2 separate regions of the Sus scrofa genome follow, and region 2 is linked to region 1. Evidence: chromatin contacts called from public HiChIP or PLAC-seq data. All regions are on one chromosome and are shown on one strand. Each heading gives the region's core, a stretch centred on a gene start, on an enhancer-like site or on the middle of the called end of the contact. The rest is flanking DNA. Distances are from core to core; before and after follow the strand shown.

Region 1 (4,073 bases), core at 565-3,064:
TTCAATCCCTGGCCCAGGAACTTTGGCATAGCCTAAGAAAGAAAAGAAAAAAAAAAAAAAAAAGAATCTCAGTTTTACTCAATGATAAGCACTTTAAAATATGTATTAGACATTTGCATACCTTTTCAAGATATTATACTAGATTCCAAAAAAGGTTATGCTCCTGGGGCTTTGGGCTGAAATCTATCACCTTGACCTCTGGAGGGGCTGGAGACTGAGGTCGGCCGCATGGGGATCAACCGAGTCTACAGGACCAGTCCCCGGCAAGAACTCCCGACGCCAAGGCTTGGGCGATCCTCCCCTGTGGGCTTCGCATGTCTTTGCAGCACAAGTCAGCACGGTCTACACCTCCGCTGGGAGAAGAAGACCAGAGTTGTGCATGGGGAGGGATCCACACTCTGCCCCCACACGTCCTCCCGCGGCTGATTTTAATCCTTGTTCTCTACAACGAACCATGATCATGAATAAAGCAGCATTCAGTGAGTTCTCTGAGTGCTTCTAGCAAATTATCCAACCTGAGGATGCTCTGGGGACTCCCAAAGTGCAGTTTCCTTTGTCACTTTCCTCTGTCACCTTAGGTACTTGGGTGGAAATTTCTGAAAAACACTCAGACCTACACCTTCATAAATTATTATAATCCACAATATGTTTTGATCTTCTATGCAGTGATAGGCACTGAGCTGGGTACTAGGAATATAAAAACAAAGCAAAATCCACCTCCCCTGAAGAAGTTCACAGACATTGTGCTATAGGACTGGGAAAGAGAAGTGAATAAAACAGACACATCCTCTGCCTCCTGGAGATGAGTGCATCATGGAAATGAACAGGCATCCTTAAATGGGACCTGTGAACACCTACACTACACCAACTGTACTGCCCTCATTCGGGTATCATTCCCTCTGAGCTCACCAGGAGGAGTCAAAGATTTCTGGTTTCCTCGGTGGCTAGGCACAGGTCATCTACTAAGAGGGAACACAAATGCAGAAACAAATTGTAAGAAAGACCAGTTGCTGACCCTTAAATGGACATTTGAGACCCCAGTACAATCTCCATATGGAAAGTTTTAGAGCCAAGTTGAGGTCCAGTCCAGAACTTGGGGAGGAGAGATGGGAGCCGGAGACCTAGATTTGGGAGTCACAAGCATGAATGCCTTGGAAAGGGATGGTCTGACCTGCACCTTTGTAACACCTCTACAGATCGTTAGTGAGTATTGCTGAACGATGGTATGATATGTTAGAAAACACCATCGTTTAAGGGCATATGGCACAAAGCAGGCTGACAATAAATAAGAAGCCAGAGAGTCTGGAGGACCCCCGGAGTGGAGCGGATGCAATCCGAGAGCAGTTCCATCAGGGGGCTGCTCAAGGTGCGCTGGAATGAGGTCAAGCAGGAGAGGATCAGTGTGGAACTTGATAGGTCCACTTACCCACAGAGCTATTCCAGGACGACTGAGCAGAAGCATCCAGAGGCATTTTGTTCTGAAGAAGAGATGCAGCGGGATCAGAAAGCCTGGACTCTCTGGGCAAGGGCTTTAAGGTGGCGGCGAAAAGACGAAATGCTTAGTTCTGAGCCTTTAATAAAATCTTACTGACCGCTGAGCGTCTGCTTGGGACCACGGACTCCGGACCTGCGGGTCTCTGCCCAGAGCTGGGTGGAAAGGGCTTTAGCAGCTCAGGCCTGGGGGTGTGCGCGACCACGCCTCCAACCCGCCTCCCGGCGCGCGCAGGAACGCGGCGCAGCCGCCAGGGGGCGCAGGTCCCGCCCCCTTCCGGGAGACGGGGCGGGGCCGACTGAGGGGAGGGCCCTGGAGCGGCTTCCGGCTTCCGGCTTCCGGCGGAGCCCGCCCTCGACCGGCTGGGCAGTCATGGCTGCGGAGGAGAAGGATCCCCTGAGCTACTTCGCGGCCTATGGCAGCAGCAGCAGCTCAGGCTCCTCGAGCGAGGAGGACAACAGCGAGCCGGAGGAAACGAGTCGCAGGGCCCCGGATCCGGCGACGTCGGCGGGCGGCTGCGGGAACCTGGCGGAGAAGCGGCTGCCTGGCCCCGACGAGCTGTTCCGGAGCGTGACTCGCCCGGCCTTTCTCTACAACCCGCTCAACAAGCAGATAGACTGGGAGCGGCACGTGGTCAAGGCGCCGGAGGAGGTGAGCTCCCCGCCCCCGTTTCCCGAGCTGGGTCCCGGCCTCCCCCTCCCGCAGCCCCTTTGGGGACCGGCTTCCGTCCCCCACACGCAGTCACCCCGCGGGATGCCGCACGCCCTCGCCGCGTCCAGCCCTGGGGAGCCCGGGCCCCTGCCCCAGCCCGGTGGGTGTCGGACCGGCCCCGCAGCCCCGCCCCTGCCAGGAGACCCGACCTCCGCGCTCGGTGCCCCGACCCCGCGCGGCGAGCACTAACGGTGGTGACTCCCCCGCCCCCCGCTGCAGCTTCTCCCCGAGACCCCTTCCCTTTGACGCCGAAGTGCCTGCGGTGCTGCCTCCAAGACAGTGTCTGCTGCAGCCTCCTGAAGGGGTCGGCCTTGGCGTAGTATCTCTGAGACTGGATTCTTCCTTGGTAACTAAAAGTTATTAGCTTTATTCGTCTAGGGAACCCTTTGGCTTTTCACTTAGCAGTATTGTGAATTTGATGGCAAAGTGTGTCTTTAAACCTTTAAAAAAAAAAAAAATCAGCCCGAACGCTGAGCGCACGGCAGGGAGGTGCATGTGTCCATACCGATTCTAGGGACCTCGGTTCGTCACAGTGCTTCTTCATGTGTTTGCTCAACAGCCTCCAAAGGAATTCAAAGTTTGGAAGTCCAACTATGTATCTCCTCCGGAGACCTACTCTGCTGAGAAGAAACCTCCGCCTCCAGAGCTGGACATGGCGATAAAATGGTCTAACATATACGAGGACAATGGTGACGATGCCCCACCGAGTGCTAAGAAAGCTAGGCTTCTGCCCGAAGGGGAGGAGACCGTGGAGTCAGGTAAGGAGAGTCAGGCTCGCTGGTGACACCTCTTGATCCCTGTGGCAGGTTTTAAAAGGAGGAGCTATTGAATGATTGGAACTTCAATCCAGTGAGTTAGCGACCACATTATGATGGCCTTTGGATACTTTTCGCTATGTTTTTGAGAAGAGTCACGTGTATTTGACTTTGAAGTCTCTCCTATCTCAGCAGTATTTGCTGTGTTGTAGAGAAATCATAGAGTGAACTCTGATATCTCAGCCAATAGTGTGTGTGATTTTTGATGGCCTATTAGAGGTGCATGAGTTATTCCATGGACTCTTTGTGATGGTTGCAGTTGTGAAGTGCTGAAGGCTTCATTTTATGTCAAAACAGTTGTGCTTTACCAAAAAAACCAATAACAACAGGAGTTCCCGTCAGGTTGCAGCGGGAACGAATCTGACGAGGAACCGTGAGGTTTCGGGTTCAGTCCCTGGCCTCGCTCAGTGGGTTAAGGATCTGGCGTTGCCACGAGCTGTGGTGTAGGTCACAGACCCGGCTTGGATCTGGCGTGGCTGTGGCTGTGGCTGTGGCTGTGGTGTAGGCCGGCAGTAACAGCTCTGATTAGACCCCTAGCCTGGGAACCTCCATGTGCCGCAGGTACGGCCCTAAGAAGACAAAAGAACAAAACAAAACAAAAAAACACAGTTGTGCCTTAAAGCCAAAATGAGTGTCACAAAATGAACTTGCATGAGTATCATACTACCTAGGAATTAAAAATGATGATAAGGTAATGACTTCCTTGTGTTGCCTTAGTTGCTAGTACCACAACTCCATCTCTTGCTTGGAGGGTAAGTGGTCCCAGCAACCTCTGCTTGCATACCTGTACCCACTCCACCCACTTCATCCTTGCCCTGCAGCTCATCTGATCTGACTGTGTATCTCACTTGCTTAAACCCTTTCCCAGCAACGCAGCAGTCAGCGCTAGGCCCTGCCTGTTCCTCCAGCTTCATTTCAGATGCCCCTCCTAGCACCTGAAGAGTGTAAATTTTCAAAACTGAGCCGACCACACTGTTTCATGGTTCCGTGCCTTTCAGTATGTGTTACACCTCAGTCTGGAATGTTCTTCTCTCCCTCTTTGGTCAGTAAACCCA
Region 2 (4,073 bases), core at 1,011-3,510, 170 kb after region 1:
TCGTCTTCTATTCTTCTTTCTCCTCCTCTAACCCATTCCTTTCCAAGATTAGATATTTACATATTCAAGTAGATGCTAAATCATCGCTTCTCCCTTTGAAATGGCTCCTGAATCCCAAGCCTTCCTCTCTGACCACACCCTCTGGTTCAGGCACTCAACACACCCTCCTCTACCAGGAGTTCCTGACTATTTTGTGCCCTGAACACCTTTGGCAGCCTAGTGAGGCCCGTGCATCAGATAAAAACATGGCATTACAAGGAAGATAGATTATATTGAAATACAGTTATCAAACTCGTAAAAATTATGAAATAATAATTTACTTGCCTCTTTATTAATACATTAAATAATAAGATCTAGCAGCGGTTCCAATTACTGCCTTAATTTTAAAGAAGAGAAGAGCATAAATAATATATCTATAACATCTATGATGTTACATGAAAAGAGCTCTAATTTTTTTGGTGACAAAGTCACAGGTTCTGCCAATACTACTGTAGTTTGTTATCAAATACAGACATTTCAATTAGCAATTAGTAAAAATAAACATGTATTCTTTTTCTGTCCACAGATTCCCCTTCGACTAGACTGTGAACGTTTAACTTTCCACTCTGCCTCTGTTCCAACCAGAACAGTCACCCACAGGACAGGCCTTCAGAATTCTCTTTCTAAAATGCAGATCTGAAGAAGTCACTTCCCCGTATACTGGGACTATAATATGGATGCCTAGCAGGCACAGAGGGATTCTCCTCCGGCAGAGTAGAAGTGGAATTCCTTTGAAATGCAAGTTTCCTGGACCCATTGTGTTTAGCAGGTCTGAGTGAACTTGGGACTCAGCATTGTTAAAACCAGCACGAGGCAGTCTCGCACCAGTGGTCTGCAGACCAGAATTTGCAAAACAGGATAGAGTCCAAACTTGTAAGAACCACCTTTAGTCTCTCCACATTCACCCTTCCAGTTCTACTCCAGCCTCCTAGGATATTATCCACTCTCCAAACAGAGAGGGAGAGCCCTCTTCCCTCCAGACGGCTCCTGCTCCACATGATGCCATGTTTCTCTGCCTGCTTAAATCTGACTTTTAAAGGCTCATACTCTCTGGCGTAGGCCGGTGGCTACAGCTCCGATTCAGCCCCTAGCCTGGGAACCTCCATATGCCGCAGGAGCGGCCCAAGAAATAGCAACAACAACAACAACAACAAAAAAAAGACAAAAAGACCAAAAAAAAAAAGGCTCAACTCTAACATGAACTCTCTGAAGCCGCCATAAGTTTCTCACTGAGGCTGATACAATTTTGTTCTCCCCGACATTTCCTAATCATGCTGTAGAGTAGTTAATTATGCCAGGCTTCTGCAAAGGCAGAGCTGCCTCAGCACATACACGGTGGAGAAGAGAGAAATTACTGAGCAGCAATCAGATCTTGGGGGGCGCTAGAGCAATAAGACAAAGTCCTTACTTTCAAAGAGCTGGTGTTCCCCTGGTCATCTGTTTCACTCCATTTACTCCAGCCCTTTCTTAAGTCCTGAAGTCATCTAATCACTTCAGTCCACATTAGTCTTTTCTTCTTTGGTCTCCTATACCAGGATCATGCTGTTTTCCTTCCCATCCATCCATCCATCCATCCCATATTTATTTTTTCCACCCTGAGCCAGGCATTGAGATAGGCACTGGGAATATAAAACCTGTGAGCAAAACAGTACCTGCCCTCAAAGTTCTTAAGAGTGTCGTTAACTGCTCTCTCGTTGCTTTTTTTGGTCTCCTGGCTAGGCTGGCAGTTCTTTGAAAGCAGAGAAAATTTGGTACATTTTTGTAGTCTTCACTTCATCTAGCACATTGCTGGCACAGCGAGTGTTCCAAACGCCCTTGAAAGAGTAAAATATTGTTTTTCAAGCTTCCTTTCCGATTCAGAGCTTCCCTTACCTGAAACTGCTAAACTGAAGGAAAAGAAACCTCTTCGCAATGCTCTGGAGAAAAGTTCCTTCGGGAGCTGGAGACTGGAGTTTGACTCTCCTTTCTCAGAAAAACAAGACCCAGGAACCTAAGCTGCAGTTCCCCAGGCAGGCTGTTGCTGTGATGCATCTGTTGCTAAGAGAAAAGAGGCAAGTCCGCTACTGAAATTGACAGAGCAGCTCTCCCAATACAGTTCCCGCTCCCTAACAGTATCTTTCAGAGAAGGCTTGTGATTGGTTGCTTGAGGATGACGCCACTCAACCTGAACTAGAGGGAGGGCCGCAGTTTCCCACTAACCAGGAAGGAGATGTGCAATGTCGAGGGCTGCCGCCAGGCCTGACCCTAAATTTATCAGGCTTGTTCCATGCCTCGCGCCCTGTGCAACCATACCCAGAGGAGAACGCTTCTAGGATGTGGTCTCTAGCAATAGGGAGTGAAGGGTAACGTGAAGGTTTCTGGCTGCTGCCCTTTTTACCCCAGCTGCCACCTGGGCCCCTCCTAGGAACCTGCCCTCTGATCCCGGTGAAGGAGAGAAAATCTTGCTGATCAGGTGTCCTGCGGTCCCAGAACTTCTAATGTGTTACATTTTCTTCTTGCCAAAATGTAACTTCTAATGTGTTACATCTTCTTGCCAAATAACTTCTGTATAGAGTTTGAGTCAAACTGGAAGTACCAGTCTCAGGGGAAGAAGATCAAATCCCTCAGCAACACCGAGGCTCATTTTATCTATGGCTGTGGGTCCTATGGGATCATACAGTCAAGGTCATCTCCCTGAACACTATTGCCTGCCTTCCTTTTCTTTAAAAAAATAATTAAAACTGACTAATTTGCACTCTGGCAGAATATAATAAAGTAATTCAATTGACTGCTGTAATTGGTCTGAATTTCTTACTCCTAATTTAAATGAAAATAATTGGCAATAGGGTTATAGATTCATAATTTAATGACCCTAAGATGATTTTACATGTAGGAAGATCATGCACATTCTTTCCAATATCTGAAGAATTTGTGTTTGCAAAATGCAAATAATTTTTATTAAACAAATCATTTAAAAAATTAAACTAGGAGCAGGACTTATCATTGTGATTTGTGAAACTTTTCCCAGGCTCCACGACTTTGAAAGGTTAGTTTTCCCCAGGGCCGAAGTCCTGAAAATTCTTCTTTACTTACTCTTAGGATTTCCTAGAGGCATTATATCTATTCCCCTTAGCTTTAAATGGCCCCCCTAACACATCAGTGACTCCCATTTCTATACTCCAGCCTAATGCATTTAGGCTGAATTTCCACTACTGCTTAGATATCTCCAAACATGTCTAGCTTTGTTCATGGTGTTTAATAGCTGCTGCTAAATAAAGATATTGAGTGAACAAGTGAATAAAGATATTGAAGGAATAATTACTGTACCAGAGGCATCACAACTTAGCAGTAGCAAAAATCAAGTTATTGTCTTTAATGTGTATTTCAAGTATCTTTCAGAAACTTTTTTTCCTTTTTCTTTCTTTATTTTCTGCCTTAGGTAATATTATCCATTGTCCATTTGTTTGCAAAGCTAGGAATCAGAGTCACTCCTACCACACACAGTCAAGACGTCACCAAATCCTGTCATTTTCCTTTTCTAAATTCTCTCTCAAATAATCCATCTCTTCTTAGTTGTCTTCACTGCCTCTGACTTATTTTAGGTTGTAAGAGTGGTCTTGTGACTTGTTCTATCTCTTCCTCTCTAATTTATTTGCCACAATGCCATAGAGTGTTCCAAAACAGAGATGCAGTCCTGCTATCACCCTGCTTACATATTCTCAATCTGGCATATGAAACCCTGTCCAAATACCTTGAAAGTTACCTTGAAGATATCTGGAAGATAATAAGTTGTTTTTCTAACTTCACTTCCTGCCTCTATCTCCATCAACCCACATTTTAGCACAGTGCTTCTCAATTGAACCGCTTAAGAGCCAGAGGCCTGAAACCACAGGGATTGCAGGTTGGTATCAGGCTGATAGTAAGAGGGGTTATAGCTTGAAATAGATTTCCGCAACTGAGATATATTTTTTTCATACAAAGTCTTCACGAGATTTTTGCATTCTGCTCCGCAAAGTGCTCATGTTTGTTTTCATATTTAAAATTTTTTTTCTTTT

What was found. HiChIP or PLAC-seq counts read pairs in DNA pulled down with a chosen protein or histone mark.
Region 2: a contact with region 1 is called in an H3K27ac HiChIP or PLAC-seq map of alveolar macrophages. The contact joins the promoter of WDR63 here to the promoter of C4H1orf52 in region 1. A contact is called at or near these places in 11 of 47 Hi-C or Micro-C datasets (brain, embryonic fibroblasts, epiblast stem cells and 6 more) and 1 of 2 datasets of contacts at active chromatin or transcription factors (alveolar macrophages).

The regions. Positions count from the first base shown.
Region 1 is chr4:130,658,110-130,662,182 of Sscrofa11.1, forward strand. C4H1orf52 (UPF0690 protein C1orf52 homolog) reads left to right here and starts at 1,815. Exons shown (of 3, transcript XM_021090346.1): 1 at 1,815-2,143; 2 at 2,763-2,961. The coding sequence starts at 1,865. LOC106505545 (a long non-coding RNA gene) reads right to left here and starts at 1,740. Exons shown (of 3, transcript XR_001300083.2): 1 at 1,427-1,740; 2 at 122-353; 3 at 1-32.
Region 2 is chr4:130,824,568-130,828,640 of Sscrofa11.1, forward strand. It overlaps WDR63 (WD repeat-containing protein 63), which reads right to left and starts at 2,261. Exons shown (of 20, transcript XM_021090352.1): 1 at 1,912-2,261.